Linked DNA regions of Ovis aries: region 1 is linked to region 2. A link is a contact called in public Hi-C data. All regions are on one chromosome and are shown on one strand. Each heading gives the region's core, a stretch centred on a gene start, on an enhancer-like site or on the middle of the called end of the contact. The rest is flanking DNA. Distances are from core to core; before and after follow the strand shown.

Evidence for each region. Hi-C and Micro-C count contacts between places; a contact is called where the count stands out from the background.
Region 1: a contact with region 2 is called in a Hi-C map of hypothalamus, with 6 times the contacts expected there. The contact joins two enhancer-like sites. A contact is called at or near these places in 4 of 16 Hi-C or Micro-C datasets (hypothalamus, skin fibroblasts and tail adipose tissue).

Annotation. Positions count from the first base shown.
Region 1 is chr1:233,011,711-233,018,935 of ARS-UI_Ramb_v3.0, forward strand. No RefSeq gene overlaps it. Among named protein-coding and RNA genes, the nearest start is that of TRNAW-CCA, 51 kb to the right of the region's middle. Within about 2 kb of position 1,676, at least 10 of the 54 cell types and tissues checked have an H3K27ac peak or open chromatin away from gene starts, as enhancers often do. A contact at or near this core is called in hypothalamus, where this site is marked.
Region 2 is chr1:232,685,510-232,692,682 of ARS-UI_Ramb_v3.0, forward strand. PLCH1 (phospholipase C eta 1) reads left to right here. Exons shown (of 22, transcript XM_060394448.1): 2 at 6,463-6,581. The coding sequence starts at 6,503. Among named protein-coding and RNA genes, the nearest start is that of PLCH1, 32 kb to the left of the region's middle. Within about 2 kb of position 5,797, at least 12 of the 54 cell types and tissues checked have an H3K27ac peak or open chromatin away from gene starts, as enhancers often do. A contact at or near this core is called in hypothalamus, where this site is marked.

The DNA of each region.
Region 1 (7,225 bases), core at 426-2,925, 320 kb after region 2:
CTAGACCCTTGGAACCTCCCCACCCAGTAGTCCACTTCGCCTTCCTTAACAGAGTTGGAAGTTTTGGTATGTGCAGTTTGATATGTCCCTTTAAAAAGGATGTTTCAAATAGAGACTATGCTCTAGTGAAGATGTATATATCAGATTATAATATCAGAGAGTGGTAGAGGACACTAGAGACCGCCTAATCCAAGTCCCACACTTTGTAGGTAGGGACTCAGGTTGACAGTGATTCTCCATCTGACCTGCCCTATGGGGGTTGGCATCATTTCATCTTTTCTCCACACCCACTCTGACTGCCTAAATAGTCTGTAATTAGGGTGTATCTTCAGCCGTAAAGTTGACTTCATATCTGTTTATCAAAAAGGATGGGCTCTCCTGGTGGTTCAGTCGGTAAAGACTCCCCTTGCAGTGCAGATAGGGGTTTGATTCCTGGGTCAGGCAGATCCCTTGGAGGAGGAAATGGCAGCCCATTTCAGTATTCTTGCCTGGAGAATCCCATGGACACAGGAGCCTGGTGGACTACAGTCCATGGGGTTGCAAGAGCCGGACAGGACTTAGCAACTAAACCACCATCACCACCATCAAAAAGAGTTATGAGTTTTCTTATTATTTTTAAGGTTTGTTGTACTAGTTCATTGAACTCTTGATTTGTGTGTGTGTGTGTGTGTGTGTGTGTGTGTGTGTGGTTTTTCCCAGCTGTGTTGGGTGATCTGGTTCACTGCAAATCCCAGTTTTTGGGAAAGAGAGCAGACACACTCCAACAAGCTCAGTGAAAGGCTAATAACTGCACAGCCCCAAGGGTGACCATTAGTTTCTAGTCACTTCAATTTTATCACAATCTTATTTTCGTATTTGACTAAGTTTCACTCATTTTTAAATTTCAAGTTCAAACTCCCTTGAAGTTCTCTTCCCTAAGCCCCCAGAGGTCATCCCTGTTGATTTTCATGGCTGTGCGTGTGTGTAGGGAGGAGCATGGTCTGTCCTTTATAAGCCGCACATCTCCCACCCACCCCCCCAATCTCCAGCCAAGCCCTCCAGTCCCTGTGACAGAGGGAGGGCGAGGCCCCTGGGCAGACTCTTCTCTGGCTCATCCAGGCTGTCCTTTCTGGTGCAGTCTTCCTGGGGCTGGGGTTCAGGGTCGTCCTGGTGAGCATGGCTGCTGCAGGACTCCCTCCTCTGGAGCTCCCCACTCTGCCTGGGAGAGCCAACTCCTGCTATGCACCCTCACCCCGCCCCTCAGACCCTCCGAGGACTGCCCAGCCCTGGCCCCTGTGCTGGGTTCTGCGCAACGCCCGCCTACCCCGTACCCTCCCCCCACCCAGCTGGTGCACATTAGGCTGAGGATTGAGGAGGCAGTATGAGTTCAGCTACCATCTGAGGTGACCACCGCATCCTCGCGGAACCCTGGCACCCTTGCCATGGCCATCAGAGGGGTGTGGGCTGCTCTCCTGCCGCCCCTCCCCAGCCCAGGCTCTGGACCTCACCTCTTGCCTTCTGCTGGGGATGGATCAGCAGGTCAGGGGCTAAGCAGACATGGGCGATGGTATGGACTGCCCTCCTCTCTCTCTTGCAGACACCCCATCTTAGCAAGGGAGTCTCTTGGGGGTTCTCCCCTACAGTGGACCCTGGGGAGGGTCAGCACAGCCTGTCTCCCCACAGGAAGTCTTTGTTTCTCTCCATGGACGCTGACAGACTCCCTGCCTCTTCTTTTCTAATCTGAGTCGGGGCGGGGGGTGCTCTTGGAGCTCAGCTTGGTTTTGGGAACCCTCAGGAAGCCTGCAGGTCCTGCTCCAGCTGCAGATGTCCTCAGCTCTGTGAGCTAAGAAGGGGCCTTTTGCGCCTTTGTTCTTGGTTTTGGCCCTTTGCTCAAACGTCTGGAAAACAATCCCTCTTGACAGCCTGCTCTGTTCTCTGCCAAAGAGTGCAATCGTGACCCCTGGTGGTTCAAGGCAAGAAGTGCAGTCCAAAATGCCACATAGACCAGCATATAGTTCAGAGGTACAGGTTTTAGTTTTAATTAGCAAAAATGTCAGATTTTTCTCTAGGCCTTCTATTACTGCATAAAGAGCTAAATTTTCTTTAAGAAGTTACTTTTTGTGTTTTTAATGCTAAATGAAAATTTCCAAAAATAAGATTTTCAGCATAAGTTGAAAAATAGCTAACCACATTTGTTTGATTATTTTAATTTTAATTATTATTTACTTATTAATTATCCAAAAACTCTGTAGCTAGGTCATCTGGTTGGATCAGTGAGTGGCCAGGGAAGGCCAGATTCCAAGGCTTCTGATACAGGGGGTTCAGTTCAGTTCAGTTCAGTCGCTCAGTTGTGTCCAACTCTTTGCGACCCCATGAATTGCAGCACGCCAGGCCTCCCTGTCCATCACCATCTCCCGGAGTTCACTCAGAGTCACATCCATCGAGTCCTTGATGCCATCCAGCCATCTCATCCTCGGTCGTCCCCTTCTCCTCCTGCCCCCAATCCCTCCCAGCATCAGAGTTTTTTCCAATGAGTCAACTCTTCTCATATACCCTAAAGCCAGCACAAGTCATTCTGATCCCCAGCTCCCCCAATTTTGTGGTTTAACTGCATGGTAAGTGTACCCCAAACTGTGCTCGAGAGTAACAGACCCCCTCATTACAAGGGCCCGAATGACATTCTTTAAAGTTCATGTAATGGTAGGCTAATTATTTTGGCACCGGTGTCTACCTGGAACACACAAGCCAGTTGTCAAACTAACCCTTTAGCAATGATGCAAAATTCCTGCAATGATGCAGGATTATAGAAATAATCAATCCAGAGGATTTCAACAGAAAACAAACTTACTTTCAGTAGTGGTTAAAAATCAAAGCACCAGGCTTCCCGAGTGGCTCATGGTAAAAAGAATCCTCCTGCCAGTGCAGGAGACACAGGTTTGATCCCTATATCGAATGCAAGTTCCGTATCCAGGAAGATCCCACATGCCGCAGAGCAAGGAAGCACGTGGGGCACAGCCATTGAGCCCGTGCTCTACAGCCCGGAAGCCACAACTACTGAGCCCATGTACCCCAACTATGAAGCCTGTGTGCCCCAGAGCCTGTGCTCCTCAGCAACAGAAGCCACTGCAATGGGAAGCCCCGCTCTCTGCAACTAGAGAAAAACCCGCACAGCAACAAAGACCCTGCACAGCCAAAAATCAATCAACAAATAAGTAAAATTATTAAGAGAAAAAGAAAACCCAAAGCACCATGACTGCTCACAGACAGAGTGGGGAGGATGTTTCCAGTCTTCTGAGCACATGGTGTTTAATCACAGGATCATTTCCTATGGCCCAATGTTGGGGAACCTGTTGGACCAGACAAAACCTCCTTTATTTCATGACCAAAGAGTCTAAAATGTTTTTATTTTAAACTGACTTCATTCACTTTTTACAGACATATTAATACATGCTTTTTGGGTGACAGGGGAAATAGTAAAAAAAAAAATGTTGATGGGAGGAAGTAATTTAGAAAATTACTTCTTTATGGGGTATAAGCAATAATTTTGTTAAAGGACTTTTCTGCAAAATTAAAAAGATAGACATCTGGTTTCATGGTGGCTCTAATTTCCCAAATCTCTAAAGTGAAGCATAAATGGAATCAGGAAGCCTCATGGTCATGGAGATAAAGCTGTTGATCTTGAAGCAGAAGCAGCTGAGTAAAGGTCATCCAGCAAGCAGGTGAGCAGGAAGTAAGGACCTAGACAGATGCTTGGAAGCTAATTATTTAGGGACAGTGTGACTGACCATTGTGATGTTTCTGAGTTCCCACATTACACCAGACATTGCTTTAATGCCCTGCTATGTGGGGTCCCTAAATAACCTCTTTGGAAAGAGATCTGATCTTATGGACGGCTTACAAAGACCTGTTGTTTAGTTGCCAAGTTGTGTCCGACTCCTTATGACTTCATAGACTGTAGCCCGCCAGGCTCCTCTGTCCATGGGATTCTCCAGGCAAGAATACTGGAGTGAGTTGCCATTTTCTACTCCAGGGGATCTTCCTGACCTAGGGAATGAACCCACGTCTCCTGCATTTGTAGGTGGATTCTTTACCACTGAGCCGTGACTTTCAGGGTATTTTCCTTTGCTTTGTTTGGCTGATGCTCAGTATTCCACAGTTATAGATTCAATCTTTCATCTTATGTGTACGTGTGTGTGTGTGTGTGTGTGTGTGTGTGTGTGTGTGTGTGTGTGTGTGTGTTTGCTAGGGCCTGCTTCTGCAGGCTCCATACTGTGTAGCTTCTATAGGAAGACCAGAGTGCTTCTTAAACTAGGGCAGGGCCTGGTCCTTCCATAGAGACCCATCTGAATGGCTTGGGCTGCCATAACAAATTACCTCAGACTGGGTGGCTTAAGCAATACATATTTATTTTCTTATGGTTCTGGAGGCTAGCAGTCCGCAGTGGACTAAATGTTTGGGTTCTCTCCAAAATTCTCAGGATGAAACTCCAATTGCCATATGATGGTGTTTGGAGATGGAGCCTTCGGAGGGCGTCAGGTCATGAGAATGGCGTTCCTTTGTAGGTAGAAGCCAGAGAGCTAGCTAGCTGTCTCTCTACCCTGTGAGGCTGCTGTGAGAAGTTTGCAGCCAACCCAGCCAAGTGCCCCCAAGAGATCTTACTGGCACAGTGACCCCTGCTTCTGGCTGGTGAGACTGGAGAGCCTTCTCTGAGAAAGGGAACCAGAGCAGAAGCCAGAGCAGGCTTCCAGTGCGTGCGATGCTTTGCTTTCAGAGCATGAGAGTTCGGGGCCCTGGGGACTCAGTGGGGGTTCTCAGAGTCCACTGAGACTGGGTCCCTGGGAAAGAGACTATTGGCTCCTTACCCTCTCCTTCTTTGGTGCCACCTTCTGCCTGAAAGCTTTTCTCCTTCTGGCTGGCAGGTACTCAGGCCATCCCTACATGCCTTTCCTCCTGAGTGCCTTGGGGGGCTTCTCCCTGGAGCATCACTTTTGACCACCAGATCCACTGCAGGCTTTGGGCCCCAAGTGTGATTATTTTGTCACAACCTCTCTGGTCCTGCCCAGACCCAGCCCAGCCCTCCCTTTCTGTGCAGCCAGATGCAACTCTGCCCACCTGTCCCAAGCTGGTTCTGCTTGAGGTTGAACAGTTGCTGTGTCTTGTCACTCCCTGATAGCTCTTCACTCAGATGCTGTGGAGTCCTCAGCTCTTGTAGTCTGGACCATTCCTGGGAACATTTAGAACCTGAGGAAGCAGGAAGAGAACACAAGGACATTGACATCACAAATCCTTTTTGGAAAGTAGAGTCAGTAAGATAATAAATACAGAATTAAAAAAAAAAAATCAAGACATAGGCGGACACTTTCCCAGTGAGGAAACAGTACAGAAGCAAGGCTGGGCCTTTCAGGAGATGCATTTTGCCCTCTTCATCATTATGTCAAACTCAGACCAGAGGACCCTTTATGGCAGGCTCGGGAGGAAACATAAGGTGAGAGGCTCCATTTTCAAATGGCAATAACAACAATAACATCAGTAGCAGCTGAGATTTCTTGAGTCTTTTGTGCCAGGCACAAAGTACTTTGTGTGTATGGTCTCATTTAATCCTTAGAACAATACCATGAGACACATACTGGTAATATTCCTTTTTTATCAGATGAAGATGTGGTGATGTGGTGCTTAGCAGGTTACATGGCTTATTTGTGCAACTCACAGCTCACTTCCAAACCTGGCTGCCCATTGGGTGTTGAAGTGTGTACTGGGATGGAGTGTCTCCCACAATTCACGTCCACCTGGACCCTCAGACTGTGACCTTACTTGCAAACAGGGTCTTTGCAGATGTAGTTAGTTAAGATGAGGTCATGCTGAGTTAGGGTGGGCCCTAAATCCAGTGACGGTGTCCTTGTAGGAGGCCACATGATGACACAGAGACACACAGAGGAGGCAATGAAGACGGAGCAGAGCTGGGAGGGTTGCATCTCCAGGCCAAGGAAAGCCAGGGGTTGCTGACGGCCACCGGAAGCTAGGAGATCTTGGAGCAGATTCTTCCTCAGAGTCTCAAGAAGGAACCAACTGTGCCAACAGCTTAGCTGCTAATGTCTAACCTCCACAACTGTGAGGTAATATATTTTTGTTGTTCTAAGCCAACTGATTTGTGGTTCACTAGGAAAATAATACAATGGCTAAATGGTTAATTTCCCATATTATTTCCTAACTGTCAAAAAGATAATGGGTTTCCAGGTACTCTTCATCTTCCTTCATTTCAAAGTCGCGGATATGTTGATTTGATAAGGCTTATTTTAACCCAGATTCATTTCCTGCCTTCGATTTCCTTGGTTTAATTATGTGGCAGTGTGCCATCTAGTGGCAGTAAGTGAGAATGCATGCCATTTTTGGAAATGGCTTGAAGATATTGGTTTCCCAGGTAGCTCAGTGGTAAAGAATCTGCCTGCCAATGAAGGAGATGCAAGAGACACAGGTTCCATCCCTGCATTGGGAAGATCCCCTGGAGAAGGAAATGGCAACCCACTCCAGTATTCTTGCATGGGAAATCCCATGGACGGAGTCCCTGGTGGACAACAGTCCCTGGGGTCACAAAGAGTAGCGCATGACGGAGTGACTAAACTTATGCACACACACACATGATTTGAGTGATCTCACACCACCCTTATGGCAGAAAGCAAAGAGGAACTAAAGAGCCTCTTGATGAAAGTGAAAGAAGGGAGTGAAACAGTTGGCTTAAGGCTCAACATTCAGAAAACGAAGATCATGGCATCCGGTCCCATCACTTCATGGCAAATAGATGGGGAAACAGTGGAAACAGTGGCTGACTTTATTTTTCTGGGCTCCAAAATCATGGCAGATGGTGATTGCAGCCATGAAATTAAAAGACGCTTACTCCTTGGAAGGAAAGTTTTGACCAACCTAGACAGCATGTTAAAAGCAGAGACATTACTTTGCCAGCAAAGGTCTGTCTAGTCAAAGCTATGGTTTTTCCAGTGGTCATGTATGCATCTGAGAGTTGGACTATAAAGAAAGCTGAGCACCGAAGAATTGATACTTTTGAACTGTGGTGTTGGAGAAGACTCTTGAGTCCTTTGGACTGCAAGGAGATCCAACCAGTCCATCCTAAAGGAGACCAGTCCTGGGTGTTCATTGGAAGGACTGATGCAGAAGCTGAAACTCTAATACTTTGGCCACCTCATGCGAAGAGCTGACTCATTTGAAAAGACCCTGATGCTGGGAATGATTG
Region 2 (7,173 bases), core at 4,547-7,046:
CAGTAATGCTGAAGAAGCTGAAGTTGAACAACTCTATGAAGACCACCAAGACCTTCTGGAACTAACACCCCCAAAAGATGTCCTTTTCATTATAGGGGACTGCAATCCAAAAGTAGGAAGTCAAGAAACACCTGGAGTAACAAGGAAATTTGGCATTGGAGTACAGAATGAACCAGGGCAAAGGCTAATAGAGTTTTGCCAAGAGAATGCACTGGTCATAGCAAACGCCCTCTTCCAACAACAGAAGAGAAGAATCTACACAGGAACATCACCAGATGGCCAACACTGAAATCAGATTGATTATATTCTTTGCAGCCAAAGATGGAGAAGCTGTATACAGTCAGGAAAAACAAGACCAGGAGCTGACAGTGGCTCAGATCATGAACTCGTTATTGCCAAGTCAGTTCAGTTCAGTCACTCAATCATGTCCAACTCTTTGTGACCCCATGAATTGCAGCACGCCAGGCCTCTCTGTCCATCACCAACTCCCGGAGTTCACTCAAACTCACGTCCATCGAGTCGGTGATGCCATCCAGCCATCTCATCCTCGGTTGTCCCCTTCTTCTCCTGCCCCCAATCCCTCCCAGCATCAAAGTCTTTTCCAATGAGTCAACTCTTCGCATGAGGTGGCCAAAGTACTGGAGTTTCAGCTTTAGCATCAGTCCTTCCAATGAAAACCCAGGACTAATCTCCTTTAGAATAGACTGGTTGAATCTCCTTGCAGTCCAAGGGACTCTCAAGAGTCTTTTCCAACACCACAGTTCAAAAGCATCCATTCTACGGTGCTTAGCTTTCTTCACAGTCCAACTCTCACATCTATACATGACTACTGGAAAAACCATAGCCTTGACTAGACGGACTTTTGTTGGTAAAGTAATGTCTGCTTTTGAATAGGCTGTCTAGATGGGTCATAACTTTCCTTCCATGCAAAGAAATAGAGGAAAACAATAGAATGGGAAATACTAGAGATCTCTTCAAGAAAATTAGAGATACTAAGGGAACATTTCATGCAAAGATGGGCTCAAAAAGGACAGAAATGGTATGGACCTAACAGAAGCAGAAGATATTAAGAGGTGGCAAGAATACACAGAAGAACTGTACAAAAAAGATTTTCATGACCAAGACAATCATGATGGTGTGATCACTCACCTAGAGCCAGACATCTTGGAATGTGAAGTCAAGTGGGCCTTAGAAAGCATCACTACGAAAAAAGCTAGCGGAGGTTTGGGATTCCAGTTGAGCTATTTCAAATCCTGAAAGATGATGCTGTGAAAGTGGTGCACTCAATATGCCAGCAAATTTGGAAAACTCAGCAGTGGCCACAGCACTGGAAAAGGTCAGTTTTCATTCCAATCCCAAAGAAAGGCAATGCCAAAGAATGCTCAAACTACAACACAACTGCACTCATCTCACATGCTAGTAAAGTAATGCTCAAAATTCTTCAAGACAGGCTTCAGCAATATGTGAACCGTGAACTTCCTGATGTTCAAGCTGGTTTTAGAAAAGGCAGAGGAACCAGAGATCAAATCACCAACATCTGCTGGATCATGGAAAAAGCAAGAGAGTTCCAGGAAAACATCTATTTCTGTTTTATTGACTATGCCAAAGCCTTTGACTGTGTGGATCCCAATAAACTGTGGAAAATTCTTCAAGAGATGGGAATACCAGACCACCTGACCTGCCTCTTGAGAAATCTGTATGCAGGTCAGGAATCAACAGTTAGAACTGGACATGGAAGAACAGATTAGTTCCAAATAGGAAAAGGAGTATGTCAAGGCTATATATTGTCACCCTGCTTATTTAACTTATATGCAGAGTACATCATGAGAAACACTGGGCTGGAAGAAGCACAAGCTGGAATGAAGATTGCCAGGAGAAATATCAATAACCTCAGATATGCAGATGACACCACCCTTATGGCAGAAAGTGAAGAGGAACTAAGAGGCCTCTTGATGAATGTGAAAGAGGAGAGTGAAAAAGCTGGCTTAAAACTCAACATTCAGAAAACGAAGATCATGGCATCCAGTCCCATCACTTCATGGGAAATAGATGGGGAAACAGTGTCAGACTTTATTTTTTTGGTCTCCAAAATCACTGCAGATGGTGACTGCAGCCATGAAATTGAAAGACGCTTACTCCTTGGAAGGTAAGTTATGACCAACCTAAACAGCATATTAAAAAGCAGAGACATTACCTTGCCAACGAATGTCCGTCTAGTCAAGGCTATGGTTTTTTCAGTGGTCATGTATGGATGTTAGAGTTGGACTATAAAGAAAGCTGAGTGCTGAAGAATCGATGCTTTTGATCTGCGGTGTTGGAGAAGACTCTTAAGAGTCCCTTGGAGAGCAAGGAGATCCAACCAGTCCGTCCTAAAGGAGATCAGTCCTGGGTGTTTATTGGAAGGACTGATGTCGAAGCTGAAACTCCAATACTTTGGCCACCTGATGCGAAGAGCTGACTCATTTGAAAGACTCTGATGCTGGGAGGTATTGGTGGCAGGAGGAGAAGGGGATGACAGAGGATGAGGTGATTGAATGGCATCACTGACTCAATGGAAATTAGTTTGGGTGAACTCCGGGAGTTGGTGATGGACAGGGAGGGCTGGCGTGCCTGCGGTTCATGGGTTTGGGAAGAGTCAGACATGACTGAGCAATTGTACTGAACATGATTCCTGTCTGCATCCATACTTGGCTTCTTTTATTTCTTGTTGCTTCTTTAGAGTTTTTGGAGTTGAGAGATTCTGAGTAGAGTTGATTATAATTTCTTATTCAAATCACATATGTAGTTCTGTAGAAATATGTTTATTCATATGGCTAGAATGTCACAATATATTAGTAAGTTATCAAGTGAAAAAAAGCCTTCAAAAAATAGAATATAGTTTTTGTTTTTTAAAAAGACCACCGTGTCCATGGCAGTTGTCTTTGGCTGATAAGTGATACCACTATATAAGTTCTTTTTTGATTTTTCTACTTGCTTCAAGCACTAAAAATGGATAAAAATAAATTGTTAAAGATAAATACACACATATAGACATTTTCTGTGACTTTCCCATCCACTATAAAAAATTTAGATAAACCGTTTTTCAAAGGCAGAATTTGAAACTAGTTTTAATGAGTTGTTTCTTTAGGTGATATTCCTTAGTCACTGCCAATTATTAATTTTTTAATAAGGATTGGCGATTTAAATGTTCTATAGAGTTCCAAATGTAACATATATTAAATAGCAAATATTAAATCAATGAAAGTGTATTTTAGTGGCAATTTTCACCCATTATGTTCACACAAATGGGATCACAAAACCCTCAAAAGACTCCTGCTTTGGGACTGCTGAGCCTGGAGTTCCTGCTAGCTTTCTTGAGGAGCTAGCAATGTGGTCTTGCAAGTTACACCTACTTTCTGAGCTACACCTACTTTCCTTCTGGCTACACTGCATGAGATTTGGCTGAGCTGGTTTCTAAGGTCCCTTTCAATTACTTCTTCCTCAGTGAGCACCCGGCCTCTGGCTCAGCTAATTCTGGTTGTGGCTAAGGTTGGCATTGTTGCATAGCGGTTGTTCCCCCTGCCTCTGCCCTACTGACTCCATTCATTACCTCTGCCTCCATTACCTCTCAATTTTGAAATCATTTGCTCTGACTCTGAAAGCCAGAGCGGGCACTTCCTTCAGTCTCAGACTGGAGGGAATTCAGGAAGTGGGGTGTATGACGAAGGCGTCACTCATGTTTACCGAGGGCCTGTAGTGTGTGTACAACTCAGAGGCAGCTTACTATCTGCTCTGCAGCAGCAAACAGATGCCAGGGGAGGTAAGACATGCCAGTAATTAACCAAAATAGGGGACACACAGCCTGGTGACCGTAGTGTTCAATTACTTATCTTTGTGTTCTTGTTTAATCATTTAAACTGAGTCCCCTCTTAAAAACACCTACCCAGCAGAGCATGTCATCCAAACATACAACTTTAAGTCCCACTGCTACGCAACCACCCTAGCAGCAGAAGTGAGTCACTCACTGCAAGGTCCTCATCTCTGCCTGCATCTGATTAAAAGGAAGGGCCAAATGAGGTCAGGTAAGTGTGTGTATGTTTTAACTATGTACAAATGTGCCTTATTTTTTTTTCATCTTCCCATCCCACTAATCTTTCTTGGATTAAAAATGAACAGAGAGGGCAAAATGAAGACTGAAATAAAAAATAAAAAAGAATAAAAGAATAAAACAAAAATAAAGAATAAAAACCCAAATCATAAGATCAAGTTAGTAAGGAAAAATTAGCATGAATACAGACAGAGCTCTCCTTAATTCTGGATAACCTAAAATATTTCTAATATAAATCATGAATATACTTGTAGGAAATAGTTACTACTGGTATTACTGAAAAGTATTTCTAGTTTGTAAAAAAAAAGGTATTCTTATTAAAAACATAGTATATACATATATACAAAACTGAATGCATGGATATATATAGAAATGAATATGCTGTGCTTAGTTGCTCAGTCATGTCCAAAACTTTGTGATCCCATGAACTGTATTATGCCAGGCTTCTCTGTCCATGGGGATTCTCTAGGTAAGAATACTGGAGTGGGTTGCCATGCCCTCCTCCAGTGGAGCTTCCAGGTCAAACCCAGGTCACCCTCATAGCAGGTGGATTCTTTACCATTTGAGCCACCAGGGAAGCCCCGAAATGAATATATGTATAAATAAGTAAACGCATAAAAAGACTGGAAAGACGCACACCAAGCCAGAGTTATCATTCCAGGAAAGGGACATGAAATGAGGCAAGTGGGGATTTTTGGATGAAAATATTTTTGATGTATTTCAGTACTGAGTTTAAAAAAAATTGGTGAGTATAGCTAACTATATAGCTAGAATACTTAAAAAAAATCTTTGTAGTAGGGCGTATTGGGTGGGGAGAGGGCACGGAGGGTTGTCTCTATGATCGTTTGTTTTCTGTCCTATTTTACAGTTGGTTGCATGGGTGATTTTATCTTGGTGGGATGGGACTCATCTTCAGCCTGAGGGAGTGGGAGAAGCAGCCAGGTTTAGCCAAGTGTCTATGTGCTTAGTCCCTTAGTTGTGCCCGGCTCTTTGTGACCCTTTGGACTGTAGCCGGCCAGGCTCCTCTGTCCATGGGATTTTTCAGGCAAGAATACTGGAGTGGTTTGCCATTTTTCTCCTCCAGGGGATCTTCCCAACCCAGGAATCAAACTCTTGTCTCCCACGTCTCCTGCATTACAGGCAGATTCTTGACCCGCTTAGTCTTTACAGAAGTCAGGTGGGGGTGAGGTTAGAGGAAGTGGGGAGTTGGGAGAAGAAAATCATTTGCTCTGACTCTGGAAGCCAGAGTGGGCACTTCTTCCTGGAGCCAGAGAAAAGGTAAGTGAGATTGTGGTTAGGGGAGGGAGGAAGAATGAACATCAGGGAGCCAAGGAGAAGCTCTGGCAAGAGCTTTAGGAACCTCTACTAGTTGTGGTTCCATTAATGAATAGGCACAGCTCTGGTCATTTATTTTCATCAGCACTTACTGACTGCCTTTACAAAAGTCTAGATTGCTTTAATAGGACAGATGACAAATTGTGACCCACCTGTGGGTTTTCCTTCATGCCAGCCTTGCTTGGTTTTCCCTGGCTTTATTTTGTGATCAGAAAAGGAGTTGGAATTCTGAAAAGTTGCTTTCACCAAATGCTGGGAACAAAGGGAACCTTGTTATGCACACAGCTTTTGGAGGCGTTTAATTCATCAGCTCTGCCTTTCAAGTCCTTGCTCTGGTTAGCACTGTGTTTCTCTGTCTGTGGAGGGGCAAACCTTCTGGAGAAGCCAGATGCACTGCTTGTGTACTCGGCTCTGGTTATACAAGTAAGCTCAGTCTGGTCAGAGGCAGGCCCTAGTGGTCTTAAGTGGCACCCATAGTGAGTCCAGAAGAGGGAGACGAGCTTTGCTACTGTTTGCCTAACCCCTGGCTACATGGACACATTCCAATTTCTAAGATCTCCATGGACGGATCATAAATGTAGTCCTCCAGAGTGGTGGTGACTTAAAAAGTCGGGGACTGGGAATGACAGTCACCCTGCTGTTATCACCTTCCCTCCTGCAGTTGACCTTTCCTGAAAAGCGACCAGCACGGGCTGGTTTGAGTCCTGGCTAAGTGGGCGAGGCCTGGAGCACAGAAACCAGTCTTGAAACTTGTTCCCTGGTGGTGGATTGGTTTTCCCCCAGGACAGCGGTAACTTTGAGCCCTGTAAGGCGCTATTAGAAAAAGCTCCAGCGATGGTGTGTTAAAGGACCTTCTGCTGGGTGGGAAAACTTTGGGGGAATTTCTTGGGGCGCTGGGGGGTACCAGCTCCCCGTGTGGAGGAGGCGGGAGCCCTGTGTACTGTCCCCAAAGCCCTGGGGATTGAAAGCATCAGGCGGCCAGTGTGGGCATGTGGCTGCCGCTTTCTTCATTTTTTGTCTCCTTCTGTTTCCCTTGACAGGGCAATTTAGTTTGGATGCTGTGCCAGCAATCTTCTGACAATGAGCTACTGGAACTTGGAGAAAAGCAACTGTGTGCAGTACCGCAGGCATTTTCTGGTGGACAACAGTCCGTTTCATGGTGAGTTGCCTTTTCTGCTCCTGTAGTTGGATCTTTTGTTTCTCACAGCACTTTTATTCCAGCACTCCGGATGCAAATGTGGTATAATTATTGGGTTGAACCAAGAGCTTGAGTTAACTTGCTGATGAAAAATTACCCAAGAAGCCCCGCAGGACTCCTTGCCCACAGTTGGAATCGGCATGCCTCACCTCAACAACCATAACCGCATCATCACTTTCTACGTTGAAAGTTAGTTTATGTCAGGGCCTTTCCTCCTCTTCCATGCTATCAACTCCGGTCATAATCCTTCCTCTCTGATGTTTGTAATTTGAGGGGCTAGACCCACAGGTAGTATTCAGTTAATACTGGTGGATCATCAATCAGCCTGGTGTGTGCGTTCCATCAGGTACCGTACAAAACAGAACAGGTCATGGCATGTAACCGTAACAGGGTGGACGAGCGCAGCTGTAAATCAGAATGGTCAGCATTAGTCATTTTCATGTAACAGGGTGGACGAGTACGGCTGTAAATCAGAATGGTCAACATTAGTCATTTTCATGTAACAGGGTGGACAAGTGCAGCTATAAATCAGAATGGTCAACATTAGTCATTT